Regions from separate parts of the Mus musculus genome. Here region 1 is linked to region 2. The links are chromatin contacts, called in public HiChIP or PLAC-seq maps. All regions are on one chromosome and are shown on one strand. Each heading gives the region's core, a stretch centred on a gene start, on an enhancer-like site or on the middle of the called end of the contact. The rest is flanking DNA. Distances are from core to core; before and after follow the strand shown.

What was found. HiChIP or PLAC-seq counts read pairs in DNA pulled down with a chosen protein or histone mark.
Region 1: an H3K27ac HiChIP or PLAC-seq map of embryonic fibroblasts shows a contact between it and region 2, with 9 times the contacts expected there. The contact joins the promoter of Atp8b4 here to the enhancer-like site in region 2. A contact is called at or near these places in 8 of 39 promoter capture datasets (the 3T3-L1 cell line, cranial neural crest, embryonic stem cells and 5 more) and 1 of 115 datasets of contacts at active chromatin or transcription factors (embryonic fibroblasts).

The regions. Positions count from the first base shown.
Region 1 is chr2:126,489,502-126,496,283 of GRCm38.p6, reverse strand. Atp8b4 (ATPase, class I, type 8B, member 4) reads left to right here and starts at 4,731. Exons shown (of 28, transcript NM_001080944.3): 1 at 4,731-4,803.
Region 2 is chr2:125,939,150-125,946,090 of GRCm38.p6, reverse strand. All of the region lies in intron 7 of Galk2 (galactokinase 2), which reads right to left. Among named protein-coding and RNA genes, the nearest start is that of Galk2, 76 kb to the right of the region's middle. Within about 2 kb of position 4,845, at least 64 of the 459 cell types and tissues checked have an H3K27ac peak or open chromatin away from gene starts, as enhancers often do. A contact at or near this core is called in embryonic fibroblasts, where this site is marked.

The DNA.
Region 1 (6,782 bases), core at 3,482-5,981, 550 kb before region 2:
GGGAGCCTGGGGGCCGAGGGAAACGACGATCGAGAAAGAACAGGCATCTCCCTAGCCTTCCAACTTCAGGCCTCAACGCTTTGGGTCTCAAGGTTCACCCAAGCACACATCTGGGAAGCAACCAACCTAAGGAGCAATAGGAAGAGAACCTAGGGAACAAGTAGTGGAGACTGAGAGATGTGTAAGAAGAGGGGAGGGGAGGGGGGTGTAAGGAGGAGAGGGTGAGCTAGAGAGGAGGAAGTGGGAGGGGCACTCATCTTTGGAGAGCCCTGCCTGTTAACAATGCAATAGCTGGAGGAAGCCATTACGTGTTATCGAATCAGATTGAATCTTCAGAACCCAGGCTGCTCAAAGCAACATCTGTTTCTTTAGCTCACCTAGGTTGGTCAGTACCAAGGCTTAGAGAGACTCACCTTAGGTTCAATAGTCAGGAACTCTCTATACAGGATTAAACTTCCCCTCTATACAGGAGGGAAAGCAGGAGTTCCAGACATCAGAGGACAAGCTTCTAATCACCCCTGCTTCCAGGTCCTGAGCAGCTTGGCAGTCCTATGGCCAGAAAAGACCTTTTTGTCTTGTGGACTTTGGACAGCACTTTAATAGAACACCAGAAACAGATATATCTTTCTGAGGCAGACAAACACTAGTTCAGGACATGTATGACACATAGTAAGAATGACAGTTTATTAGCGTAAAAACGTGTAAAACAAGAGGGTCAGATGTTCACTTCAGCACGCCGGTGTGTTCTTTCCCCGAAGGCTTCTGTGGGAAAGCAATTTATTACCAGCAGGTTGCTTGGTGAGTGTGGAATTGGAGCAGGGGGAATTGCCTGTAATAACCTAATTGCTGAATAGACTCTAATCATTAGAGGGAATTTCCAGTTTAATCCTTAGCTTAAGGCACAGAGTCACCCATGCCCAGCTGTGACCACTTTCGTCCTGAGGAGAGACCTCCTTGCCAAATAGCTATATGGGCAAGGGTCCTTTTTCCACCCAGCTGCGTTCCTAGATGTCTTGTTTAGTTATTATTTCAGCCATGAACTATTTATTTTCTCTGTATCAGTTGGCATCCTCCTTTGATTTTTTGTTTGTCTGTTTTTGCATTTATTTATTTGTTTGTTTGTTTGTTTGTTTTTCCTAGACAGGGTTTCTCTGTGTAGCCTTGGCTGTCCTGGAACTCACTCTGTAGACCAGGCTGGCCTTGAACTCAGAAATCCACCTGCCTCTGCCTCCCAACTACTGGGATTAAAGGCGTGCTCCATCACTGCCCAGTTTATGTATGTATGTATGTATGTATGTATGTATGTATGTATGTATGTATGTATGTATTTTTAAAGGAAGGTTATTTTTGTGAGTTTTTTTTTTTAGGTTTTCAAAACCTAAACTTGAAATGGAAAACCGAGATGGGGGGGAGGGTGAGGGGGAAAGGGTTAGAGGCACAGCTTAGTGTAAAACAACCAACCAGCCAACCATGTGTGTCAAGGAAAGAAAATCCTTTTTGACACATAATTGTGTTTTTTTTTTAAAGATTTATTTTATTATTTTATGTAAATACACTGTAGCTGTCTTCACACACTCCAGAAGAGGGAGTCAGATCTTGTTACGGATGGTTGTGAGCCACCATGTGGTTGCTGGGATTTGAACTCTGGACCTTTGGAAGAACAGTCGGGTGCTCTTACCCACTGAGCCATCTCACCAGCCCAATTGTGTTTTTTTAATGTACTTATTTAATTTTAAATGAATATATACACACATATGTGTGTGTACATGTTAACTTTCTTCTGTATTTTCACACTCCCCTTTCATTCACCCATATATGAGTGTGTGTGTTTGCATACCTATATTTACCTGCTGATATCAGTCTTCTATGATCTCTCTCTTATTTATGTATTTGAATTATCTGTCTATATCAGTCTTCTATCTACCTTTGTATGTCGATTAATCATCTATATATCATCTATTTAAAGATCATCTCCTTGTCTATTGATAGCTATTGGGGTATTTATTTGTATCAATCTCTCTATCTGCCATCTATTTATCTATCATATTTATGCTATTAGAACTTTTACAGGAGGGAACCACTGATCTTTGCATGAGGTGAAGCCAAGGGTAAGATATGATTTATCCTATAGTAAAAGACATTTTACCATTTTATATGATTTGGGGTAGTTTTAAAAAGGGTATTTTGGAGAGTTGAACATGCAAGACTGAAAATGCCCAGACCTGGCTCAATGGCTTGCTGGATAAAGCACTTGCTGTGTAGCAGAGACCATGAGTATGGAGGCTCAGAGCTTGCAGAAAGCCTGGTGTGGTAGCATGCATTGGTAATACCAGTGTTCCTATGGGAAGGCAGGAAGTGACGGCAGTAGACTCTCTGAAAGTGTGTATGCTAGGTAGTCTGGTTTATGCAGTAGTGGATAAGAGATCCTGTGTCATTCAAGATGGAAGGCCAGCTCTAACATTAGAGGTTGCCTTCTGACATCCACATGTGCACCGTGGTACACTCTCACACTCATGTGTCTGAACACACACACACACACACACACACACATTTAAAAAAGCATGAGGGTATTTCATCTCTTTTGATGGCCCGGTCCTCCTATATACCGCTATCTCCTATCTCCTAAACACCCTAACCCAGGCGAGGAAGAGCATCAAAGGATGAGCACATTTTGGTGAGGAATAGGAAGAGTATTTATAGGAATTATTATATAGTATTAAAGGGAGTTTCATTTTCTTCAAGTTTGACTGACGTCTGCTGCACTGGCTGCAGTCTTCCATAGACTACGCCTGCTTGGGCAGTGTTCCAAGGGAAGGATTGGATTGGTGGAGATGGGCTTAAACGTGGATTCTTTCTGGCTTTGTTATAATTCTGTTTTAGAGATTAAAGCCCTCAAGTCAGGAACGACTGAGGAAAAAGTTTCTAGAAATCATTCGGTAGTTTAATTCCCACAGCAAGGGTGATGTCACATTCTGAGTTATGGAGCAGAGAGTATTTTTATAAAAGTAAAAATGCTTAGAGTTGAAATGGATATATTCACTATCTTCAAGATAAACGACTCGGAGACACTTTGGAAGGAGACAGTGAGAAGCTGAGAGTGAAAGTAGAAGGCTGTCAGGGAATGAAGAAAGTGCGTTCCTTTAAGCCTCATCTATGGGCAATCTTGCAAGTGAGAAGAACTTTCAGGAAGATGTAAAATAAGAGAAGAGGAAAGCTGTCCACATGCATGTGGTCCACGTGCTCTGCAGTCCACAGATGCTTTTAGCTCCATCCTTAACAATGGTTATCAGTTAGCACCACTCTCTCAGCATCTAATGAACCAGTAAAACAGAACCTGTCAGATTAGTCCCCAGGGACAATTCTCTTGTCTTAACAAGTTGGCTTAGACACCTTGATTAGTCGTTTTCTTCTGGCCAGATGGGGCACCAGATGTCATCCTCACGTTCTGTGTTCTCCCTCCTGACGCCATCCAACGTCTGCTCTGGCTCCTTTTGGTACCTGCCTCATGAAACAAAGAAGTAATTATGAAAAGGCTGTATGTGGTGGAAATATCTGTAATCCTAGCAACCAGGAAGCTGAGGCAGGGGGATTGCTGTGAGTTTGAGGCTAGTCTAGGATATATGGCAAGTGACAGACCTTCAGATCCTGTATCAAAACAGACAGACAGACAAACAAACAAACAAATAAACCAGAAAAAAAGTCCTGTGGGTGAGGACTGATTTGCCTATGTATTTTTTCAGAGGAAAGACTAACATAAAGAAATTTCTTTGTATTCTAAAAGCATTCTTTGATTGCTTCTGGGGTAGAGATAGTCGTTGACTTTAGCTGTGTACCCATCAGTGAGACCACCAGGCTGAAACAGATAGTTCCAAACCCATGGCTACACAAGTGCTCCTGGCTAAAATCAGAGAGTCTCCAAACAAAAAGAGGCATGACTGTGGGATTCAGGAGGGGAGCATGGTAGGAGTGAGCAGGAGATAGGGAAGGCTGTGGTGACCAAATGCACTACTTATGTGCTTATAATTGTCAAAGAACAAATTTAACTGACAAGAACACTCCTCCTGACAATCTCCTTTTAGCTGGAGGGCCCGAGGTTCTCCTCTAAGTTCTGGCTACTCTTCCCTTCTTTCCCATGCTCTTCAACTTGCTATGACATCAAATGTGCACTTATCCTGCTTGGTCCTAATCTGCTTTCAGGGTGTTTAGGAGATAGCCATATATGAAGGGACAGGGGCGGGCAAGAGAAATGAAATACTCCCAACCCTCAGGAGCCTCAAACAGATGATAGATCAAAGCCACTCTGGTGCTTGAGCCCTAGAAAGAATAATTGCTAAAAGGGGAGGGCCCTTCAGCATGTGTAGGTCCATGCTCCATTTCTTAGGGAAATAGAAAGCTTCGTTCATTCATGTTCAATAAACACACAGAATAGCACTGTGAGCCAGGCATGTGTCAGATATCAGGAACAAAACCATGGGCCAGATGAGGAGGTTCCCATGCCACTGAAGCTTGGGAAGTAATGAGAAGGCCAATGTAGTCCACAAATACAGTCTAGAGTGCCATCGACTCCGAGAGGAACAGTACCAGGGTTTGTGGGACACATAGGAAGTGGCTTGTGGAGGAAGTGCCATATGAGTTAATATGTGAGTTGAAGAGGGTGGGGCCGTGGTTACATGGCTATACTTATAGGGAAGATGACTCATGAAGGTCCCCAGATGGAAAAGAGTTAAGCTGAGCATTTCTGAAGTGCAGACACGAGGAGTGAACAGAGGATTGTGGAAAGTGAGGGAAGGAGGGAGAAACCAGGTAAGACCCATGAGCAGAAACAAGATGGTAGAGGTCTTAGCTGATGTGTTAAATCTTTCTTTCCTGAGGCTGATGTGAGGACTTCTGGGTTTCTTAGCAGGGTTATGACCTGATGCCATTCCACTTTAACGAGGATGTCTGTAGTTTTGATGTGGACACTGGTCTATAGCTTCCCAGGTCTGGACCAAGACAGGCCTATGAGCATAAGCACAGAGGAAGAATGGTGTGTGGTCAGCTGTAAGGTCCTAGATGATACCCACCGCCTAGGCAGGGATGCGGGCAGAGAGGAGGCTTTGGAGAGATGGTCTGGGCAGTCTTGGAACTGATAGCATGGAAGGTGTACAGGAGGGAACAGGGGGGTTTCTAATGTGTTATAATTACTCCTGATTCTAGTAGCACATGGCAACAATGACCAATCTTTGTGCTTAGACTCATCAGTTTTATTAATCTGGGCACTAGGAACGCCTAGATTCCTACTCTCAGCACCTCTTTTTTTGTCAGGCACCCCCCCCCCCCGGGAGGTAACAGGGAGACAAATGGATGGTTTCTGGCATTTTGGACACCAAGAGATCGGTATTAGAACCTTGGGGATTGATGCACTTCCCTTTAAACATCTTTTTTTTTTGTAACTGCTAAGCCAAACGTACTATTCTTCCCCTTATTTGGTGTCCGTGCGGCTGACCACACGGTACTTCTTTCAGTACACTCCATATGTTCTGCATGTAACTTCTCTGGGCAGGAAGCAGATACATCATTTCTGTTTCTAACCAACAGAATGCCGCCGATTCCATACGCCTGCTTGCTCTGCCACTTGTTTGCAATGCTTCATGTGCTCATTTCCACAGGTTGTGAATGTTGTGTGTAATCTGTTTGTGCATTGGCTCACTTTAGATCTTTGATAGGGTTTATCTCATAAAAAATTAGGCCACACACAGGAAAAAAAAGATAATAATGGTATTATTTTAGTGTGTTGGGTAGCAACTAAGAGAAGAACATATATATAGATAGGTGAGTAGAAAATTTTGGGTTGTGGTGAGTTGCAGCCTGGTTAGCAATTCCCAATTCCTAGTGTTTGTGATAAGTTAGAAAAGTTGATTAAAATTGTTTGCCAAATCCAGTGCACACATATGTGCTTATCAGGGGTTGCCATAAAGCCTTCACTGAGAAGTTCAAAAATTTCACTATGATGTAACATAGTCTGCTAAGAAAAACTGACAATAGACAAGTTAGCAGGGATGAGAAAACACTATGAGTTGTTGGTGACCAGCCAGTAATAATTCTGGATTCCAAGATGAAGACGCAAAGACAGATGCTGAGTCAACAATCCATTTTTGTGGGCTGTTTCACTGAAGCAGAGGGTGCCATATAGCCATTTGATTGGACAGAAATGGTCTGAGCCAACAAAAGATGATGTAGTAGAGGATGCCCACAAAATCTATCTGTCCAGATTCTTCTTGGCTCTCATTTGTGACATTTTCCCCCATTGGGGCATGGAACTGGACGCTTTAAGCAGTGGCATAGGGGGAATCTTAGGACCTATAATCCAAAAATATGTCAGAGAATTTCTTCTTGGACAGTGCTATGCAGCACTATGGTGGGGATGTTTAGGGAGAGCAATTTAGCTTTCATGGCTACATTTGAGGGAAAGGGTCTCTGGGTTCTCTGACCATCCCTAAGGAGGAGGAATTCTCACTTCTGAGACTTCTTTGAGCAGCAGGAAAGAGGAAAGGAAGGAGGTCAGAGGCAAGTGTTGCTTCGAGGCCTTCACTTTGAAGTATGTTTTTTTTCTGAATCCCAATATATTTGTAATACAAACATGCATTTTTTATGGCACAGAATTATTATTATCTGGTTTGATTTAAGTATTTTAATGTAGACTTATTGTTCTTTATTATGTCGCAACTTGTCATCTAAATTTGTGTAGAAAGACCATTGAGGAGGGTTAATATAAAGGTACTGAGCATCTTTCAAATACTAAT
Region 2 (6,941 bases), core at 3,596-6,095:
ACCTTTTAAATAAAAACCTCATTGGTGATCCTATGAAAAGTCCCTTCATTATGTCTCTGGTAGTAGTACATCTCTATGTTCCTTTACCCTCCAGAAAAAGCTTGGTTTCCAGCCTATATTCTGAGGTAGCCCCACAATCTGATGGAAGGTCTGGAATAAACCAAATCTTCCTAATCAGGTGCAGTCATGGGAGTCCTAACCCAGAATACATTTCTTTCATTATCCCTAAGCCACTGACTCTGAGAAATAATGAAAGCTCTTCTCTCTCTAAGGTCTCAAGAATTCATTGTCTGGATGTGAAGATAGCAGGTACAAAAATAAAAATCCAGAGAGAATAGAATGTTAGTTGTCCCCTATAGGTGGAACAACATTATGAACTAACCAGTACCCCTGAGCTCTTGACTCGAGCTGCATATGTATCAAAAGATGGCCTAGTTGGCCATCACTGGAAAGAGAGGCCCATTGGACACGCAAACTTTATATGCCCCAGTACAGGGGAACGCCAGGGCCAAAAAGTGGGAGTGGGTGGGTAGGGGAGTGGGGGGGAGGGTATGGGGGACTTTTGGGATAGCATTGGAAATGTAAATGAGGAAAATACCTAATAAAATATAATAAATAAATAAATATTTACCTAATTAAAAAAAAGAATGTTAGTTGTCATCTGCTTTGCTCTTCCATTGTATTTATTTGCTTTTTTCTCCTTATTTAAAATCCTTCATTTATACAATGTATTTTGATGTTTTCCCCTCCACAAGCTCCTCCCAGATTCTTCCCACCTCCCTACCTATCCAAATTCAAAACACTCCACAATGAAAATAAAAATCAACACCATCACCAATAAGACAAAAACTGCCAAAGCAAAACAAAAACAAGTAAAACAAAAAAACTACACAAAAAACATGACATTTGTGTTGGCCAACTATTCCTGGTCATGGGGCCTGTTCTTGAATAGGGTTCATAAGCACCAGTGGGTATCAGTTACAGATTGCTTCTTGGTTAGCAGTTGAAAGCCTCTTTTCAATGCTGGGACCCTGTCTACCTTGAATCTGTGCAGGCCGTGTGCATGCTCTCAGCCCCTGTGAGGTCATGTGTGCATCAATCTGGAAGACTCTGTTTCCTTTGAGTCCTCCACCAGCTGGTTCTTACAATCTTTCTGCCTCCTCTTCCACTCAGATCCCTGAGCCTTAAAGGAGGGTTTGATGAAGACATCACATTTAAGATTGAGTCTGTCATTCTCTGCATACTGTCCAGTTATGGGTGTCTGTGTTAATTTGCATTTACTGCAAGATGAAAATTCTCTGATGTGGGCTGAGTGAAGCACTGATCTATGGATATAGCCGTATGCAATAAGGAGTCATTTTATTAGTGTGTTCCTTTAGCAGAGTAATGGTAGGTTTTCCCCTAGGCCGACGACCTATCTAGTGTTAGGTTCTTGGCACTTTTAGCAATAGCTGTGATAGGCTCTATCTCAAATGGAGAAGGCCTTAAATTTTCTCAAGTGGTGGGCTACTCCTGTAACATATGTGCAACTATTGCACCATTGTAGGTTGCAAGGTTTGAAAATGGGTGATATTGATGACTGCTTTTCTCCTCTGTAAGTGTTTAGAGCACCTTGTAGTACCATAAATACTACTTAGAAGAGGTGAATCTTCTAGTTGGGCACCAGAACACTACTTTGTCAAGTGTTGTATGGCATAAATGTCTTCAGAAATAGGGTCTTACAATCAGGTTGTAGAAAGCAAGCAATAGTGTTGGCAATAGGCAATGATGTTTAGGGAGGTTCCACAGTACCCCTTTAGTCAGGGACTCAACACAATGTAAGATATTCCTAGCACTGGAGGATTTATTTGGTGGCATACAATGTCTATTTGGGACACTGTCACCACTATTATTTGGTGGTCCACTTGGACTTCTTTTATATATGTTTATATGTTAGGAACTTTTATGGTAGTAGGTTTCCATATGGTTGTTCAAATGTCCTTTAGTGTTAGTTGTCCCTCCTCATGTTCCCTCCTTTACCATCCCCCCTCTTCCCTCCTCTTCTTCCCTCCTTTTATGCCCTCTTCCCCCCTCTTCCCTTCCTCTCCCTATTCAGCCCTCCCAGTCTTGATTCCTCTTTATCACTCCATAACACTATATTTTATTTCCTCTTCTCCATGGTCCCTTAATGGGTACCTGATCTCTGTGGTTATAGTACACATTCTGAAAGCTTAAAAGCTCATATCCACATATGAGGAAAAATATACAATATTTGTCTTTTGGAGTCTGAGTTACATCAACTCAAGATTATTTTTTTCTAGCTCAATCCATTTACCTGAAAATTTAATTTTTCTTAAAAGCTGACTAATACCTAGTTGTGTAAATGTAGCACATTTTCATCATCCATCAGTTGGTGGACATTAGGCTCTTATGGCTACAGCAGCAGGGAACACAAATAAGTCAGGGTCTCTGTAGTAGGCTACAGAGACCCTCAGGGTCAGTGCCCCAGAGTGCTGTGGCTGGTTCTTGAGGTACATCTATTTTTGGCTGAGGAATTGCACACTGATTCCCACACTGATGTACAAGTTTACAATCTCACCAAAAATGAATAGCTGTTCCTCTTGTCCCACAACCTTGCCAGCATGTGATGTCATTTGTTTTATTGACCTTGTCCATTCTGACTGAAGTAAGATAAAATCTCAGTTGTTTCAATCTGCACTTCTCTAATGGCCGAGGATGCTGAACATTTCTTTAAGTGTGTCTCAGCCATTTATGGCTCATCTTTTGAGAACTCTCTGCTTAGTTCTGTACCCCATTTTTAATTGTGTTATTTTCTTTTTTGTTGATTTTTTTTTACTTCTGTTTTTCTTCCTTTTAGAAAGGATGCAGGACTTACCAAAAGATGGTTTTAAGTTTGGTTAGAATTGCTCACTTCTAAAATGTTACTAGCTAAAGCTTTCAAACGTGTTAATCATATTTAAAAAAAAAAAAACAAAAACCAAAAAACCCTGGCTCATATACTTGAAACAGATGATTTTAAAGGAGAACTGGGAACAGAGACAATACAATTGTTTTGCTGTTCAATTATTTCACAGAACAGAGTATCATTTTTTTCTTTTCAGTTTTTGTTCCTCTTTTCTATTACTTTTATTGAGTTTGTTCTTTAACAATTTCACACATGTATAAAGTCTCTTCTGATCAGTGAAGCCCCAGCCTCTCTAATCTCCCTTCCAGTTCTATTAAACCTCCCCTGTCCCCACAAGTCCTTCTCCCATAATCATGTCTTTGTTTTTTCTTGTTTTGTTTTTGTCTTTGAGACTCAGAGTTTAACTAGGATCATCTGTGTGACCATGTGTGGGGAACTATTCATTGGAGCCTGGTGGGAGCCTCTGTGGGTACACACCTGAAAACAATGACTGTCTCTTCACCAGAAACCACCAGTAGCGACAGTTCAGCCTGAGGATGGGGCCCCATGAGTCCCTCCTAATCCATTAACTGATGACAGGCCCAGTCTTATAAAGGCCCACTGCAGACAGCCAAAGTTGCTCTGAGGTTATGACTTCCTTGGCCATGTCAAATGTCTTAGCCCTTCTTCTTTCCTTCTAGTTTCTATTTTCTTTCTACCTCCTTGAACAAAAATCTCTTATGCCATAGAAATATTGTTATAAATGTCCAGTTTAGGGCTGAGTACTCAATCTTTGCATATTCTTAATACCTTGAAAACCATGAGTCCCTGCAGAGAAGCATCTCTGCTTATGGCTGGAAATAACATTTATCTATAATTCCTCCTAAATGAATTTTTAGAAGGCATCTTGGTACCATAACAATTTAGCCAAACAAGAGCAAAAAGTTCACTCCTAGACCCTGACTTCCTCAGCCATAGAATTTTGGCCAGATTTACAGTACTAGGTATAAATTCCATCTTGTGGAGCAAGCCGCAAAGCCAATCAGAGAGTGATGGGTTACTCTCAGAACCGTTGTGCCACTAATACATCAGTGGGTACACCTTGTCTGACATGGTCAAAGAGTTCACAGCTGAGTAAGAGTGGAGTTCACAGCTAAGTAAGACTTGATGCTTATTGTGCCCCCAAACACTGCAAAGTAGTTTGTAGAGTAACTTCCAAGATTATGAAAGCTAGCAGGCAGGGAGTAAGCCTCAAGTTCAGCTAGATGACTGTGGATATTAAATTAAATTAATAAAATGAAAGGACAGCATGAAGTTGGGAGAGAGACAGGGAGACAGGATGGGGGCACTAGTTGGTAGTAGTGGATAGATACGATCAAAGTACATTGTATAAGTGTTATCACATTTTCAAAGACTGAATTTAAAAATATTACTAAAAAAAAGTGAGAGATAAAAAAAAGAAGAGGGAAGAAAAAGCACTTCCCTCTGATAGTTCCCATCTCCGCCTTTACTTGACCCAGTCACGTTGTCCTAGACACTTGGAAAAAACATCCTGCCCAGCAACTTGTGTGACCACTCTGCAAGGCATGCCTGCAGCCCACAGGCTGCTTCCAAAGGGAGCCTCTACACTGCTGTTCCCTGTGGGCAGAGGTACTAATTCACTCCAGCAATATCCCAGTTTGCTGTTAGACTGACGTCCATTTCACTTTCAGCTAATGGGTCTGCTGAGCCAAGTTGGTGTGCATTGCAATTAAAGAATGGAATCTCTCACGTGCTCACAACCACAGCTGCTTAACCAATGAGCTGCCGTGTTGCTGTGAGAGAGCAAAATGGGAAAGCCACTTAAGCCCTTGGAAATTTGGCTCAGGAATCAGAAAGATGACTTGCAGATGAGGAGAGAGTGGGTGAGATCACTTGCTCAGAGACAGAACCTAATGAGGGAGTGTGTCACTGCTGCCTTCGTGGCTGGCACACTTTGCATCTGGGAGGCAGGATTATGAGTCAGGGCTGCAGGTCATTTCCTCACAGTTTCCCACTGAGAAGCTTAGAGATAACAGTTCTTCAACATTCACTGCCCCCTTTCACCACAGCAAACATGACAGGTTCACATCACATACTGCTTCAGGGAGGATCCTGAGCAGGCAACAGTGCTTTGTCCCCAGTGATGTGAAAAGGTAGGAATAAGCAGGTTAAGACCCTGCATTGGTAAGGGGTCCCTCTAAGTAGGCCTTGAGGCAAGCCAATGAGGGACAGAATTTGTGCGTCTGGGGGGTCAACAGAGAAGTGTGAAGTGACACCCTTCAAAGACTGGGATGTGTAAACCTCAGCTGTGTCTGCCTGAAAGCAAGACAAAGAATGTTTCCCATTGTTCACAATCATCACTCATTGGGCTGCTCTCAGGGTATGAACTTCCCTAGTACTTACAGGATGTCCTAGCTGCAAACTAAAATACTAAGCACTCTCCTACATCAAGCAAACACTCTTGCTGATAATGGCCAGGGATCTGACAGAAGGCATGGGCACTGAAAGGATATGGAGCCCACTACAGGGGCACAGCTGTCAGAATTCACTTCTCCGGCTTCCTTATTACATTTAGTAGTACTAGCCAATCAATGGGGAAAGCATGGAGCATGTACTCCCATAATCCACTTTTGATCATATACCCAAAGGACTCTAACACGATATACTACAGAGATACCTTAACATCCATGTTTCCTGTCATACTTGTCACAATAATAAAGAAACGGGCCATGCTAAGATGTCCATAAGTAGAAGAATAGATAAGAAAATGTAGTACATATATGTAATGGACTTTTCTTCAAACATAAAGAAAAAATGAAGTCAACAGCATTCATAGGGGGAAGGATGGAGCTACAGAACACTATGTTAAACAAAACACCACACACAGAAAAACAAATGCATGTGTCCTCTTGTATGTAAAATACTGATTTAAATGTGCGCATACATGCTGAAAACTAGAAAGGGGATCATGGGAGGAGAGGAAGAAATTAAGTGGGGTAATGAATTATGTGCGACATGAAAGCAGAGGGGAGAATTATTTGAGGGGGAGGAAAGGAACCAGTAATATGGGGTAGGAAGAATGAGGAGCTGGAAGGAAGGAAGGAAGGAAGGAAGGAAGGAAGGAAGGAAGGGAGGGAGGGAGGGAGGGAGGGAGGGAGGAAGGAAGGAAGGGAGGGAGGGAGGGAGGGAGGGAGGGAGGGAGGGAGGAAAGAAGGAAGAAAGGAAGGCAGGCTGCCAAAAAGAAAAACAAAAAGTCAATCCCAGAAAGCACTGTTTTCTCAGTTGGGTGTAGTTTTCCTTCTTTGTTTCTGTTTTGAGACAGGATATCACTCTGTAGCTCTGGCTGTCCAGATTCATCACCCCAAGAACTGGGGTCACAGTTTACACCTGACTGTGTCTCTTCCTTTGTATCCCACCTCTCTGATGCTCTATGATCCACTTCGCTTCAACCAAATGATGTGTTTCTGCCACCAATGAACTGGTTCTTCAAAGCTCCTGCTATAGCATCAATGGCCTCCCTACTGCTTGCAAGGCCAGCGCAGCACTGAGGGCTTCCCCCTTTCCAGGTTCACTGCCCAGACCACCCCACCCGTCCCTCTGCCTCCTCACTGTAGCTTGAACTCCCTGTGTTCTGCCAATGACACTCACTAGAGTCCTGGCAAAGCATGCTCTACTGAATACACAGAATGAGTGAAATTGACCGCAGTCTTGAGTATCTGGGTTTTCTGCTCAGATTCAAGGAAATTGTCAAAGCCTCGAGAATACTGTGCCAATTTCTCAGCACATTCTACCACCAGTCAAAGAACCAGTTCCATACTGACCACAAACTGACAGGAGCTAAAGAACTTGGCTGAGTGGTGGCACCCAGCCAGACAGGCCTTCCAAAGAATCACACTATTTTTCTTGAAGTGTCATGACAGCTCTCTACCTCACTGCTTCTCATATTGCCACAAAGAGCTGAGGCTATGTAGCAAAGCAGCACTATACCCACCCTATTGCAGCCCCCCAAGCAAAGAGCTGAGGCTATGTATGTGGC